Regions from separate parts of the Sus scrofa genome. Here regions 2 and 3 are each linked to region 1. Evidence: chromatin contacts called from public HiChIP or PLAC-seq data. All regions are on one chromosome and are shown on one strand. Each heading gives the region's core, a stretch centred on a gene start, on an enhancer-like site or on the middle of the called end of the contact. The rest is flanking DNA. Distances are from core to core; before and after follow the strand shown. Region 1 holds the start of EIF4G3 (eukaryotic translation initiation factor 4 gamma 3). Region 2 overlaps EIF4G3 (eukaryotic translation initiation factor 4 gamma 3). Region 3 overlaps EIF4G3 (eukaryotic translation initiation factor 4 gamma 3).

Region 1 (4,054 bases), core at 851-3,350:
ACACATCACACTGGAATGGAATTTATCTTACTCTGCGCCACACTGCTTGGATTGAAAAAAATGTGGATAACAACATTCAAAGAAAAGAGAAAATGACACTTGAAAGAAACCAAAACAATGACCTGAAATGACTTTAGAAGGGAGATACCTTTCCCTTCTCAAAGTAATGGATACAGACAAGAATCAAACTACAGACCGTGAAATAATCTGTGGACCTCACAGCAGTTAGTTTCGCATTTGCTTATTTGCTCAAACACCCTACTCTAAAAGTCAAACACACAATGACACGAACACAAAAACACAACACATCTACCATCCAATGATTATTTATTGATTTACACAAATACAACGGATTGGGGGGGAGGGGTGCATGATGAAATGTTATTCTCAGGTAGGTAATAATACCTCTCTAAATCTCCGTGGAATTCATGAACTCAACGTTTTACCTTCACCCGCTGGTTTTTAACTAAAATACCTCGTCACCAAGTCTTTCCAATCAAAGCTGTCCAAAAATTCTACAATCGAGCAAATAACATGAAATTAGACACATTCAATACTAGACTTTCCTCCAGGAGCCCTGGCACCCTCCAGACATGAGGCCTATGAAGAGTAAATTAAAGCCCTTTAAAAACAATCAGCATAACACGAGCCTTCCAAGAAGTGAGACTTTTGGGGGTGATGGGTAATGTCAGTTAACTTCCTCTTCCTTTAAAAAAGGTCAAAGACAGGGAAGCGTCCGGTGTAACATTTCCTCCTCAGATCGCGTTCCACCACAAACCACATCACAACTCTCCCAATCGCTAAAAAACATTAGCCAGAGGGAGTGCTTTCCGCAAAATTTCGCCATAGATTTAAAATCCAACTTACCTCCGGAACCAGCTGAGTTTAGTTTCAAACAGTAAAATTACCAATAAAGTTTCTTAGGTATTAATAATATTTAGGGAAGCCCACTATGCCCCGCTGCAGGGAGAGCTGAAGGGAGATGAGGAGGAGGGTGTAGCCCTCACAACAATCAGAGAAAAGCCTTCCCTGCAGGGCTGGTCCCGGGCACCAGCAAATTCGGCCTAATAAAGGGGGGGGGGGTGGGGAGGAGAGGCGAGAAGGGGGAAGGGTCCCCAGCTCCAAAAGGGAAGGGCTGCGGAAGCAAGGCCGACGGAGCTAGTTTTCACAGTAGTGCAGAGGGTCCCGGGGTCCCCCGCAGTGCTGCTGCCGGGTCACCCCAAAAGCTCCGGCCAAGCCGGGTGCGTGGGCTGAAGGAATAGTCCCTTCCCCGGCTGGGCTGTGGCTGCCGGCAGGAGGGTTCCCGGAGGGGCCTCAGCCCCCCTGGTCTGCGACGAAGAGAGCCGAACGGCCGGCAGGAAGGTGAAAAGGATACTGTTGGGGCGCCTGGGTCTGGAGGGCCCTGATGTTCGGGTGAGGAGGGGCCGCTGCCGCCGCCGCCGCCGCCGCCGCCGCTGCTGCCGCCGGGTGAGGAGGCGGTACCGCTGCTGCCGCCGCCGCCGCCGCCGCTCCGGTGCCGGGTCCGGTTCCTGCTGCAGCCGCTGAGCCTGATTTCAGAGCCGGTTTCTGCGGTAAACTCATGGCAAAGCGAAGCCACCAACCCCCCCAGAGCGGGACCGGGCGCGCCGGGGTGCAGGGGCCGGGGGCAGCGGGGGGGCGGGATGGGGGCAGACCCGGGGAGGCGGCGGGAGCGGGGGCCGGGGGGAGGCTGGGAGGAGGAGGAGGAGGGGGCCGGGGCCGGTCACACACGCCCGCCGCCGCCGCCGCCGCCGCCGCCGCCGCCGCCGGCAGCAGCAGCCGCCCCGCGGGCCAGCACCACCGGCTGCCGGTCTCCGTGACAACGCGACCCCGGGGGGGGGCCGGACCCGGCGGGGGCAGGAGGCGGAGAGACCGGACCTTTCACGGCAATATCCTCATGGGCCGGCGGCGGGGGGTCTTTATCCCCCTCCCCGGGGGAAGCGGCGCCCTTCTCGGTAGCGGGGCTCAGGCGATGCCGGCGGATTTTCTTCACTCAACGAGCAGAGCATCCAACATGGCGCTGCGGCCGCCTCCAGCAGTCCGGCAGGACGGCCGCTCGGAAAACTTCGGGCCTTTTCGGAATGGTTCGGGAGGCCGAGGGTGGGAAGCCCCTTCGGCTCTTTCCGGAGACTGGGAGCGGTCGGGATTCTTCGGAAATGCTCGGGGGCGTCTTCGGCCGCCGTTCGGGCGCTCTCTGGAACTGGCTCGCTTCCTCGGGAAAGATCGGCAAGGGGGCTTCCCAGGCTCGCTGCAGCCGGGGTGCGGGGCGGAGGGAGAGACCAAAGGCGAGGTCTGGTCTGCGAGAGCCCTCCCCTGCCGCCCACCTCGGAGAACAATGGTAAAGGCCCTCGAGCCTGCGGTCCGCAGAGCCCTGTCCGCCGAGGCGGGAGGCGGTGAGGCGAGAAACCTCAGTTACGGTGGGAGCAACCGCTTAACCAGAGTGGAACCGCTGGATAGGAACCTGCCGCGTGCACCTATTAGCATAACTAATAGCACTCGCTGGCCCTTAACGCTGATCCCGTCCATTGTGTCGACATTTCGCCCTTGTCCCCTCAGAGAGGCGAGTGGGATGAGGAGCCCCATTTCCAGAGCACCCTGAGGCTGGGAGAGGAAAAGTGACCGGCCCAAGGTCACCCAGCCAGGAAAGGGCAGAGCCAACCTGGATCTCACATCCACCTTCATCTGAAGGAATCTTGCCACCTCCCAAGTTGCCTGGGGACCTGATCTGCCCTGCCTTATCTAGTCAGCAACCTTAACTTAGGATTCTGTGGACGGATTCTTCCAAGGCCTGCCCCAAGACAGGAGCGCCCTTTGACCGGGGACCAGTGGTCGGCTCCCTGGGTCCTACTTGTTGATAAACTCCTTTTCTCACCAGCAGGACCGACCAAAACCATCCCACCCCCTCTGCAACACTCCTCCCCCAACTGGGGTCTTGTCCAAGCACAGGGACACTGAGTAGAAAGGAATTACAGAGAGATCAGGGAGCAAGCCAGGTAATAATGGTTACCAGACACATATTCATTATCATGCAGTCCTGTGAAGTAGGTAGTAATCATTTTACAAATGAAGAGACTGAGATGCTCATACTATCACACGACACAAGGAGCTGAGAAAATTGAGGCTCAAGAGGAAGGAAAAACTTTCCCAAGGTCACATGGAGAGTGTAGTTGGCAGAGACAACTACAGAGTGGGTTCTGCCTCCTGCTATACTGCTTCACACTGCCATTTTTTTTTCTTTCAATTCACATAAAGCTCTAAACATAGTAGGTGCTTAATTCTTAATAGTCCCTGGGAACCCCAAAAGCTCCTTCTCGGAAAAAGCATCTATCTGGAAGATGAGTCTGTGTCTTTCTGGTGAGGGTTCCTAGTGTTGAAAAGAAAGCATCATTCCCCATCTCCAGACAGAAGGCAGGAACTACTTCATCACCCAGAATACTGAACCATTTGGATCTGTGACAGCTGGTTACCTGGGATCAGATTCTCTTCTCTTTTCTAGACATGACTGACTCCAAGAAAAATTCTCAAGTGGTCCTGCCATCCCCAGATTCTCCTGCCATTCTCCAGATCTCAGACGTCCTCAGGTCAATGGAAACCTGTTCCCAGGAAAGAATTTGGCTTCCCTCTTACACTAGGGTGATAACAGACTGATAATTGCTTAATTGTTATTCTTTTCTGAGCTAGTTTCATTTTCTCACTTAATAGCTGCAAGCATCAGGCGATTACTGTGTGTCTGGTCTTTGCTAAGCACTTTATGAGCATTATCTCTCTTAAAACGGATAGACCTTGGGCAAAATGATGTAAAAGTCCCTGATAAGATTCTGGCCCCAGGCAATCCATTCGGAAGGCTTATAGGGAGCAAAGTCAAATAGTAGAGTGCTCTCCTTTCATCCAAAAGCCTAGTCCTGTTCAACACATCCCAACTAACACAGAGTGGCTATGTGTTATTGAACACCTACTGGGTGCCAGGGTACAACTCTGTGAAGTATTATGCTTAGATTAACTCATTCACCTCAGCAACGCTTCAAGGTTATGATAT
Region 2 (4,596 bases), core at 1,460-3,959, 140 kb before region 1:
CACCAAAACCACTTTCCGAAGTTAAGAAATTCATAGTTTGTATGTGGTCTAAAAATGGGGGGTGCTTTCTGTTCCTTTCACTGAAAAGCCCTCCCAGCAGGGAAGACCTAGGAAGTCTCAATTAGGGAGTGGGAAGTCCCTATTCCAGCTTTGCTGTCAACTTTAGAATTATCTAGGCCTCATCCCAAGCAATTAAAAGAGAATCTCTGGAGAATGGGACTGAGACAACAGAAGATTCCAGTGGCAGTGAGGATTGAGAACCACTGATCTTTTTCGTTTCGAGTAGTGACATTATATACAGCAGAGAAATACTATACTAAATATACCACCATTTCTGTATTCCTTATACTTATTCAGTATTTAAATGCTATAGTTTTTTGCCTTTCATAAGACAATGATGGGCTCATATAATAGGATGACTTCTTCAATAAATTTAGATCTGACATGCTATTTGTGTACCTACAACAGTAACTATACTATTCAAAGCTCAGCTTTTTCCTACACATCAAAATAAAACCCAGTTTCATCCCAACCCCAGAACCAGTTCCCTCAAGGCTACAGAGCTAAAAGCACTGATCTGCCTAAAGGAGAATTCAGTGCCAGGTTCACTGAATTCTCAGACACTGAAGACATTCAAAATTTGTGTACTGCTGGCTCTCCAGTGTCTGTTATCATTACATATTTCGTATCTTCTATAACTAACCACTGCTATCATTTCTACTACTTTCCTCCCCCAATTACCCTCACTTTTTAAAGTCTGGTTTATTGACAGTTTCTTCTAGTTTTCATCAAAAATATCCCACCCAGAGTTCCCATTCCTCTCATTTGTCACGATGGACACAGTCTTCACTCTAGGTCCTGCTGCTCTCCCATTATGACCACCTCCCTCCACTAGTTTCTTTTTTTTTTTTTTTTTTGTCTTTTTGCTATTTCTTGGGCCGCTCCCTCGGCATATGGAGTTTCCCAGGCTAGGGGTCTAATTGGAGCTGTAGCTGCCAGCCTATGCCAGAGCCACAGCAACTCGGGATCCGAGCCTCGTCTGCAACCTATACCACAGCTCACGGCAACGCCGGATCATTAACCCACTGAGCAAGGGCAGGGATCGAACCCGCAACCTCATGGTTCCTAGTCGGATTCGTTAACCACTGCACCATGACGGGAACTCCCACTAGTTTCTTGAATTCCAGATTCAGATATGTGAAGTTTAAGAACCAGAAGTTTAAATGTGTGGCTGAATTTTTATAAAGCCCAATTTTGCAAATTTATGTCCCCTAAAGTTGTTTCATGTTGATTGTTCAAACATCACAACATACTGTTTCATAAAGCAATGTGATAAGTGGTGTAGTCCCAAAATTATTTCTGAAAGCCTAGTTTGTCTACAATGAACCTAAATAAAGTACCATGGTGAATTATGAGAAAGCTAAGAAGAACATCAAGAATTGGAACCTGGAGATCTGGACTTTACCAATGGTACCTAAAACAAATCATTTCACTTTGACACTCAACCTTCCCAATACTCAAAAATAAAGATAATAATATCTATCTACAGGGTAATTATGATAAAATAAATACAGTGAAGTAATTGAGAAATGCTCTGAAAACTCTTACCTATAAGGTAATCTACCATTAAGATACCATCCTCAAGGAGTTCCTGTCGTGGCGCAGTGGTTAACGAATCCGACTAAGAACCATGAGGTTGAGGGTTCGGTCCCTGCCCTTGCTCAGTGGGTTAAGGATCCGGTGTTGCCGTGAGCTGTGGTGTAGGTTGCAGACTCGGCTCGGATCCAGTGTTGCTGTGGCTCTGGCGTAGGCCAGTGGCTACAGCTCCGATTCAACCCCTAGCCTGGGAACCTCCATATGCCGCGGGAGTGGCCCAAAGAAATAGCAAAAAGACAAAAAAAAAAAGATACCATCCTCAAATACATAATCTAATAATAGGAGTACACAATAACTACTAGTTCATATTGTTACAATTTAAGTTATATTAGGAAGGAAAGCTTTTAGTTAAAATTATTTCTAGTAGTTACCCAGTGGCCTAGCAGATTAAGGATCTGGCATTGTCACTACTGTGGCTCTGATCACTGCCATGGTGCAGGTTTAATCCCTGGCCTGAGAAGTTCCGCATGGTGGACATAGCCAAAAAAAAATTTTTTTATGTGTTTCCACAGTCAAGATCTTTGTCCACTCACTGTCCTTTGTCTGCTTAAAAGTTGATTTTTTTTTTTTTAAGAAGAATCTGTCCATCTGATTCCTATAGCATTTGATCTACTTTTCCCGAGTTTGTTACAGCAAAAGCTTTTAGAATGAGACTTTTTCAACGACCAATTAGGGGTAGTCATCCTTCAGTAAATCTATATGCCATGAGGCTTTATTGGGGTATCTCAGACTAAACAGTACACAAAGATCTGGTGAAGGATGCCTTTTGTATGCATCTAGGTTTTTAACACCTTTCATTTTCTATAAATTGTACAAAGTTTTGTAATCCCTTTTCTAATATGCACTTCAAAAGTGTTTTTTCCTCCTTTTATACTTCTTAATTTCACCTCTGATCAAGTTAAAAGACGAATTCAGGCTCAAAGAGGAGACAGTAGAATAATGCCTTCCAGGCCCTGATCCTTACTTTCTTTGCTGGCTGGCCAGCCTCCAGTCCTTTTGCTACCTCTCCCTTCAGAAATGTTGCCAAATGGTTATGTAAATAAGCCAGCTGGCTTCTGAGTCATCACTTCTGTATTCAACTTCTCTTAACTCCCAACTGTGAACCCTGATATGTTCGTTGAACTCTTCACAGCCCTTGGAATTTTTCAGTGTCTCTTTGAGCATGGCAGCTGGACTTTCAGTGATATTTTTCACGCCAATGGCGTTGTTATTGGCAGTAGTTGGTCACACACTAGTGTTCCTTCCAAATGTGCCTGTCCTCTTGATAACTCAATGCATTTTTCTCTAAACCAGACACTGTTTTCTAAGAGGAGAATATCTACATGTGTGTAAAATTTTAAAAGCTGTAAGGAAATGCAATAGTTAGTCTACTCTGCATTTAGTGTAAAGCAGTAACTGCTGATTTGGCAGCGGTTTCTTAGCTATGTCATCAAAGGCACAGATGAGAAAAAAAAACAGATAAATTAGACTTCATCAAAATTAAAAACTTTTGTGCAAAGGACATTATCAACAGGGTGATGAGAGAAAATATCTGAAAATCATATATCTGATATGGAATTGAAATCTAGAATGTATAAAGAACTCCCACTACTCAACAATAAAAAATCCACTTAAAAAATGGGCAAAGGGGGAGTTTCCGTTGTGGCTCAGCCATAACAAACCCGATCAGCATCCATGAAGACTTGAGTTCGATCCCTGGCCTTACTCAGTGTGTTAAAGATTATGTGTTGCCGAGATCAATGGTCTAGGTTGCAGGCGTGGCTAGGATCTGGAGTTGCTGTGGCTGTGGTTTAGGCCAGCAGCTGCAGCTCCAATTTGATCTCTAGCCTAGGAACTTCCATAAGCTGTGAGTATGGCCCTAAAAAGACCAAAAAATTAAAAAACAAAAGGCAAACAACTCAGGCATTTTTCTCCAAAGACTATATACAAACAGTCAATAAGAACATTACAGATGTTCAGCATCACTAAACATTAAGGACATGCAAATGTTTTATACACATATATCTCCCACGCACACACCTATGAATTTTCTGAACACCAACACCAAGTTTGCTGTTTTCAAAAGGAACATAATCTGAATGACAACCAATATGAGTTGGCCAATTCAAAACTAGAAATATTACAAGGGAAATGAATTACTACATAAAAGCTCTTTATTCTTGGCATTAAAAGAGATAAAGCACCATGGCAATTTACAGCTCGTATTTACAATCAGAACAAGAATATACTACCTATATGTATGAAAATAAAACCTGCAATCCTGAATGAGGATTTAACAGTCTTCCATTCAGATCATTGGTGCACTTCCTTTCAAATTTTCTTACCTTCTAATATACGCCTTTAAGGCTACATGCTTTCCTCTAAGTAACACTTCATGCACATCCCACTAATTCTGATCCCAAATGCTATTTGTCATTCATTTCTAAAGATAATGTTTTTTATTTTGATTTTAAGTCGAATTTTTTAAATTTCCAAATAAAATGATTTTTTTCTTTTCTTACTCCTACATTATGTTTAAGATTATGAAAAATGCAAAATTATGTTCAATCAATATAATTATGTTCCGTAGAGTTTCAGCTTAAACATAATTAGATATTGCCATTCCATTGTTGTTAAGCTCTAAATTCTATAGAAGTATATTCAGAAAGTAATATAAATATGACTGGAATTTAACATTTTTCTCTGTAGTCTAACTTGATTAAATTTTATAAGTGGTCTTTGAGTAGTTGAAAAAAACAGCCTAGTCTTAAATGAGAAATTTACAATTAATTAAAACAAATATATTATTACTTCATTCAAATTATCTATAACCTTAATGGTTTATCTAACTTGAGTCAGTAAAGCATTGCTATTTTTAAAGTTTGATAATTATGATGCTCAAGTCATTGATATCCTCAATTATTCTTTATCTTGGTTGTACAAAATTTCTTGTTCACAATT
Region 3 (4,250 bases), core at 1,500-3,999, 160 kb before region 1:
AGTCACTGTTTATCAATCTGCACAACACACAATGCCTTTTACATATTTCAGTGAAGAAAAAAAACAAGTCCTTATCTTTTATTTCTAAGGACAGAGAATAACCACAACATATATTTAACTACCTCATAAAGAGCTATTAATTGAAAATAAAAGGAGTCCCTCTACTGGACATCATCAAACACACTCACTACAAATGACTACAGAATGAAGAAATAATACCTTCATTACAGAGGAAAATACAGTCTCTGCACTGAGGTACCTGTTTTCAACTACCAATCTGACGAACACTGGAGAACCACTTTCTCCTTTCCCAAATCTGGTTTTATCTCCAGTGAAACAACTGAGTTCACTGGAAATCACTTTTTTTTTGGGGGGGGGGTGTCTGTGCCTACCGCATATGTAGGTTCCCAGGCTAAGGGTCAAATCGGAGCTGTAGCTGCCAGCCTATGCCACAGCCACAGCAATGAGGAAAACAAGCTCTGTCTGTGACCTATACCACAGCTCATGGCAACACCAGATCCTTTACCCACTGAGCGAGGCCAGGGATCAAACCTGCGTCCTCATGGATACTAGTCATATTTGTTTCTACTGAGCCATAATGGGAACTCTTGAAATCATTTTCTTACTTCTTCTTGGGAACAGGCCGAAGCACCATGGCTAAACCTTAGGTTTTCAGGCCCACATAATTTTAATACTAAGAACAACCAACTTTTCATTATTTATCGGATAAGGACAGGTATGGTGTTCAAGTCAGGTCCTATTTACACAAAGTGAATTAGAAGGTGTGTAATTAATATTCCATTCTAGGTACATTAAATTCTTAATGACTGCACCAACTAAAAAGATGCTAAAATAGAAATCCCAATAAATACTCAAAGTAAAAACATAAACAGACTAATGTTGGCATAATACCTTTCAAAGCACAAATTAAAACAATGCAATACATTATTAGAATCACAACCACTCTGAGGTACCACCTTACACCAGCCAGAATGGCCATCATCAAAAATTCTACCAACAATAAGCGCTGGAGAGGGTGTGGAGAAAAAGGAACACTACTACACTGTTGGTGGGATTGTAAATTGGTGCAACCACTGTGGAAAGCAGTGTGGAGATTCCTCAGAAAACTAAAAATAGAACTACCATTTGATCCAGCAATCCCACTCTGGGCATCTATCCAGAGAAAACCACGACTTGCAAAGACACATGTACTATGATGTTCACTGCAGCACTATTTGCAACAGCCAAGACAGGGAAACAACCTAAATGTCCACTGACGGAGGAGTGGATCCAGAAGATGTGGTACATACACACAATGGAATATTACTCAGCCATTAAAAAGAACAAAATACCGGCATTCTTAGCAACATGGATGGACCTAGAAATTATCATGCTAAGTGAAGTCAGTCATACAATGAGACACCAACATCAAATGCTTTCACTGACAAGTGGAAGCTGAAAAAAGGACAGACGGAACTTCTTTGCAGAACAGATGCTGACTCATAGACATTGAAAAACTTATGGTTTCTGGAGGAGACAGTTTGGAGGGTGGGGGGATGTGCTTGGGCTGTGGGATGGAAATCCTGCGAATCAGATTGTTATGATCATTATACAACTACAAATGTGATAAATTCATTTGAGTAATTAAAAAAGTAAAAAAAATTAAAAATAAAATAAAAAAGAAAACAATGCAATAATTGTTTAATGTACAAGTCATTTTTTTCATCCATCATACAAAGGTATATATTCCCATTTTATATATAATATTAAGCACTGTAAGTAATGCAATTCTACAGACTACTAGACTAAGCAAATATTACTACTTAAACATTACTGTATCTAGAATGCTGGCAGTTATTTCTTCTTAATAAATCCATTTTCCCTTTCCAAACACTCTCAGACTCAAGTTTATAGGGTGCACATGCTGTACCTTGAAGAGCAACAATCAAGTGCCGAAAAGAATAAATCATAGTGACTCACTACCTCCCAGATAGATGAGCAGATTACGATTATTAGATATACTCAGGCTTCCAAGTGCTTTCTCTTTCAGAGCCAAGCATATAAATAGGTACATGGGGTAATAATAATCACATTTTGACACACTGAAAGACTCAATTACGGTACAGAGTGGTGCAAACCCTGAGTACAAGGTGGGTAAATCAAGAAAATCAGGGTAAAACTATTACTATAATAACTTAATCTTAACATAAAGTCCAGCAAATATACAAAACTAATGTTTTTATTTCAAAAAAGCATTTGCTTTAATTTCACAAAAAAGGGGGGGGAATTCCCTATGTAAAAATTTACTACATAAATACTTCAATGATGGCCCTGAAGCACTCAAAATGAGTATTTGTCCAGAATACAAGCTAAAGTGTAATTGTGCAGAATTATTTTCTGGGTAATTAAAAGGCTATCTTCTTTTCCTAACATTTCGTTTAAAGAACAAAACTTTCATCTTTACATTGAAAGAAGGAAAAGAGTATTGGCCAACTATATTTTCAAAGTTACTTATAAGGAAAAGCCCTTTCATTATGAATTTTCTATCTTAGGATGCTAAATGTAGTAAGAAAATTAAAATCCCCTACAAATTATTTTTAGATCATCACTGACCTAGCTAAATAAACATTATGACTGCTATGTAAGATGACTCTTCTAGCACTTTGCTGATAATAAACAGACATCATGCATACTCTATCACATGAGACAGGGTTAGCAAACAGCTGAGTCACCCACCAATAGTCTTCCTGCTCCCAGTAGCTCAGTGGAAATTTCTGTCTCATCACAACACTTGGCTTCTTCTCCCATTCCCACATTACAATTCCCCAAAACTTTCCCTCCAATAACAGAAACCAGCTTATGATGAAGTTCACTTTAGTTCTACCCCCACCCCAACTAACACACCAAGTGTTCCTGACAATGCAAAACCGCAGAGAGGCAAAAACAGGAGGCTAATTAAGCTAGCAAACTTCATCTCAATTAGGCCAGTCTTCTCCGGAGAAAAACATTTCTCTCTGGTTGAAATAGAGGTATTTAAGCACTGCTCTGTCCACATAGGTTATGATTTTTTTAAGACATGAACAATAATACATTCCCTAGGTTTTCTTTCTGAAGTATCCCTGAAAGACATGGTCTATGTTCTTGACTTAAACTACAAATAACAAAGCCTCAAAGCAAAATTGCTTTATATTTTCTTTCCTTTGAGGATGCTAATTAGTGTCAGCAATGGAAAACATTAAACACAAAAACCTTTTTAGAATAAAATAAACCCTCACACAATACACTGTTGAAAATGTAGCAACTCAATGACTTTTTTTCCAAGTATAAACAAAAGTCCCGAAAAAAGTTGAAAAAGCCATGGTTCCTGAGCTCAAGGAATTTACAATTTACCTAACTAGACTGCGAAAGAATATAGAAAGTGCTTTAGGCAGTGTGATTAATATGTCAAGAACCAAACAAAAACTGATTAATTCTTCTTAGGAGAAGATTTCCAAGACAGCCTCCACAGGTAACAGTTCAACAAGTGATGGATAGAGAACAGGGCAGTGGCCATATGAACAGAGGAGCACCACATGTAAGCAAAACAAAGAGTATCAAAGAAACACAAAGACCTGGAAAATGGAAAAGCTGCAAAACTCTGCAGAACTTGGAAAAAGGTCAGTGATGCCAAAGTTAAGAGGTGGGTGAATCAGAGCACGGCTATAGAATCAGATTTGGGCTGAACGAAAACGATGTGTCAAGACAAGTAACAACTTTGTCTTAAAAGGAACCCCAGGATATGATGAACAGGGCAGCAATATCATTGGATCTGTTTAATGAAATGGATTATTACATTAATATGGAGTCCTGGAGAAAAGGATCTGTGTCAGGGATATTAGCTAGGGAGCTTAGTACCATAATGAATCTGGTTTACCATAATGAATCTAGACAAAGGAGGCATATTTCAGAGATAAGTAGTATCCAAAAATAGCAGGACTTTCAAAGTAACTAGATATAAGTGGTAAGGAAGCTGATGCACCAAGGTTAGAGGATTAGGTGGCTCAGGATGTATAAAGGGTCCAAAATGATTGGGCTATAGGCCACCTCTCACAACTAATCTCATATTCCATTACCCTCCTTACTTTATTTCTCTCAAACGTAAGTTTATTTTCTCTTAATGTCTTTGCATTAGTTGTTTTCTCTGCTTTGGATGAAAAAATGATAAATTCAATTGTATTATGTTCAGTTTTAACTATTAAAGACAACTCCAG

Evidence for each region. HiChIP or PLAC-seq counts read pairs in DNA pulled down with a chosen protein or histone mark.
Region 2: an H3K27ac HiChIP or PLAC-seq map of skeletal muscle shows a contact between it and region 1, with 2.4 times the contacts expected there. The contact joins the enhancer-like site here to the promoter of EIF4G3 in region 1. A contact is called at or near these places in 2 of 5 promoter capture datasets (fetal liver and liver), 14 of 47 Hi-C or Micro-C datasets (alveolar macrophages, blood, embryonic fibroblasts and 5 more) and 2 of 2 datasets of contacts at active chromatin or transcription factors (alveolar macrophages and skeletal muscle).
Region 3: an H3K27ac HiChIP or PLAC-seq map of alveolar macrophages shows a contact between it and region 1. The contact joins the enhancer-like site here to the promoter of EIF4G3 in region 1. A contact is called at or near these places in 2 of 5 promoter capture datasets (fetal skeletal muscle and liver), 12 of 47 Hi-C or Micro-C datasets (alveolar macrophages, blood, embryonic fibroblasts and 5 more) and 2 of 2 datasets of contacts at active chromatin or transcription factors (alveolar macrophages and skeletal muscle).

What each region holds. Positions count from the first base shown.
Region 1 is chr6:79,379,962-79,384,015 of Sscrofa11.1, forward strand. EIF4G3 (eukaryotic translation initiation factor 4 gamma 3) reads right to left here and starts at 2,101. Exons shown (of 34, transcript XM_021097671.1): 1 at 1,897-2,101; 2 at 1,376-1,547.
Region 2 is chr6:79,234,967-79,239,562 of Sscrofa11.1, forward strand. The region is part of intron 4 of EIF4G3 (eukaryotic translation initiation factor 4 gamma 3); the gene reads right to left. Among named protein-coding and RNA genes, the nearest start is that of EIF4G3, 140 kb to the right of the region's middle. Within about 2 kb of position 2,710, at least 23 of the 83 cell types and tissues checked have an H3K27ac peak or open chromatin away from gene starts, as enhancers often do. A contact at or near this core is called in alveolar macrophages and skeletal muscle, where this site is marked.
Region 3 is chr6:79,215,907-79,220,156 of Sscrofa11.1, forward strand. All of the region lies in intron 4 of EIF4G3 (eukaryotic translation initiation factor 4 gamma 3), which reads right to left. Among named protein-coding and RNA genes, the nearest start is that of EIF4G3, 160 kb to the right of the region's middle. Within about 2 kb of position 2,750, at least 23 of the 83 cell types and tissues checked have an H3K27ac peak or open chromatin away from gene starts, as enhancers often do. A contact at or near this core is called in alveolar macrophages, mesenteric adipose tissue and skeletal muscle, where this site is marked.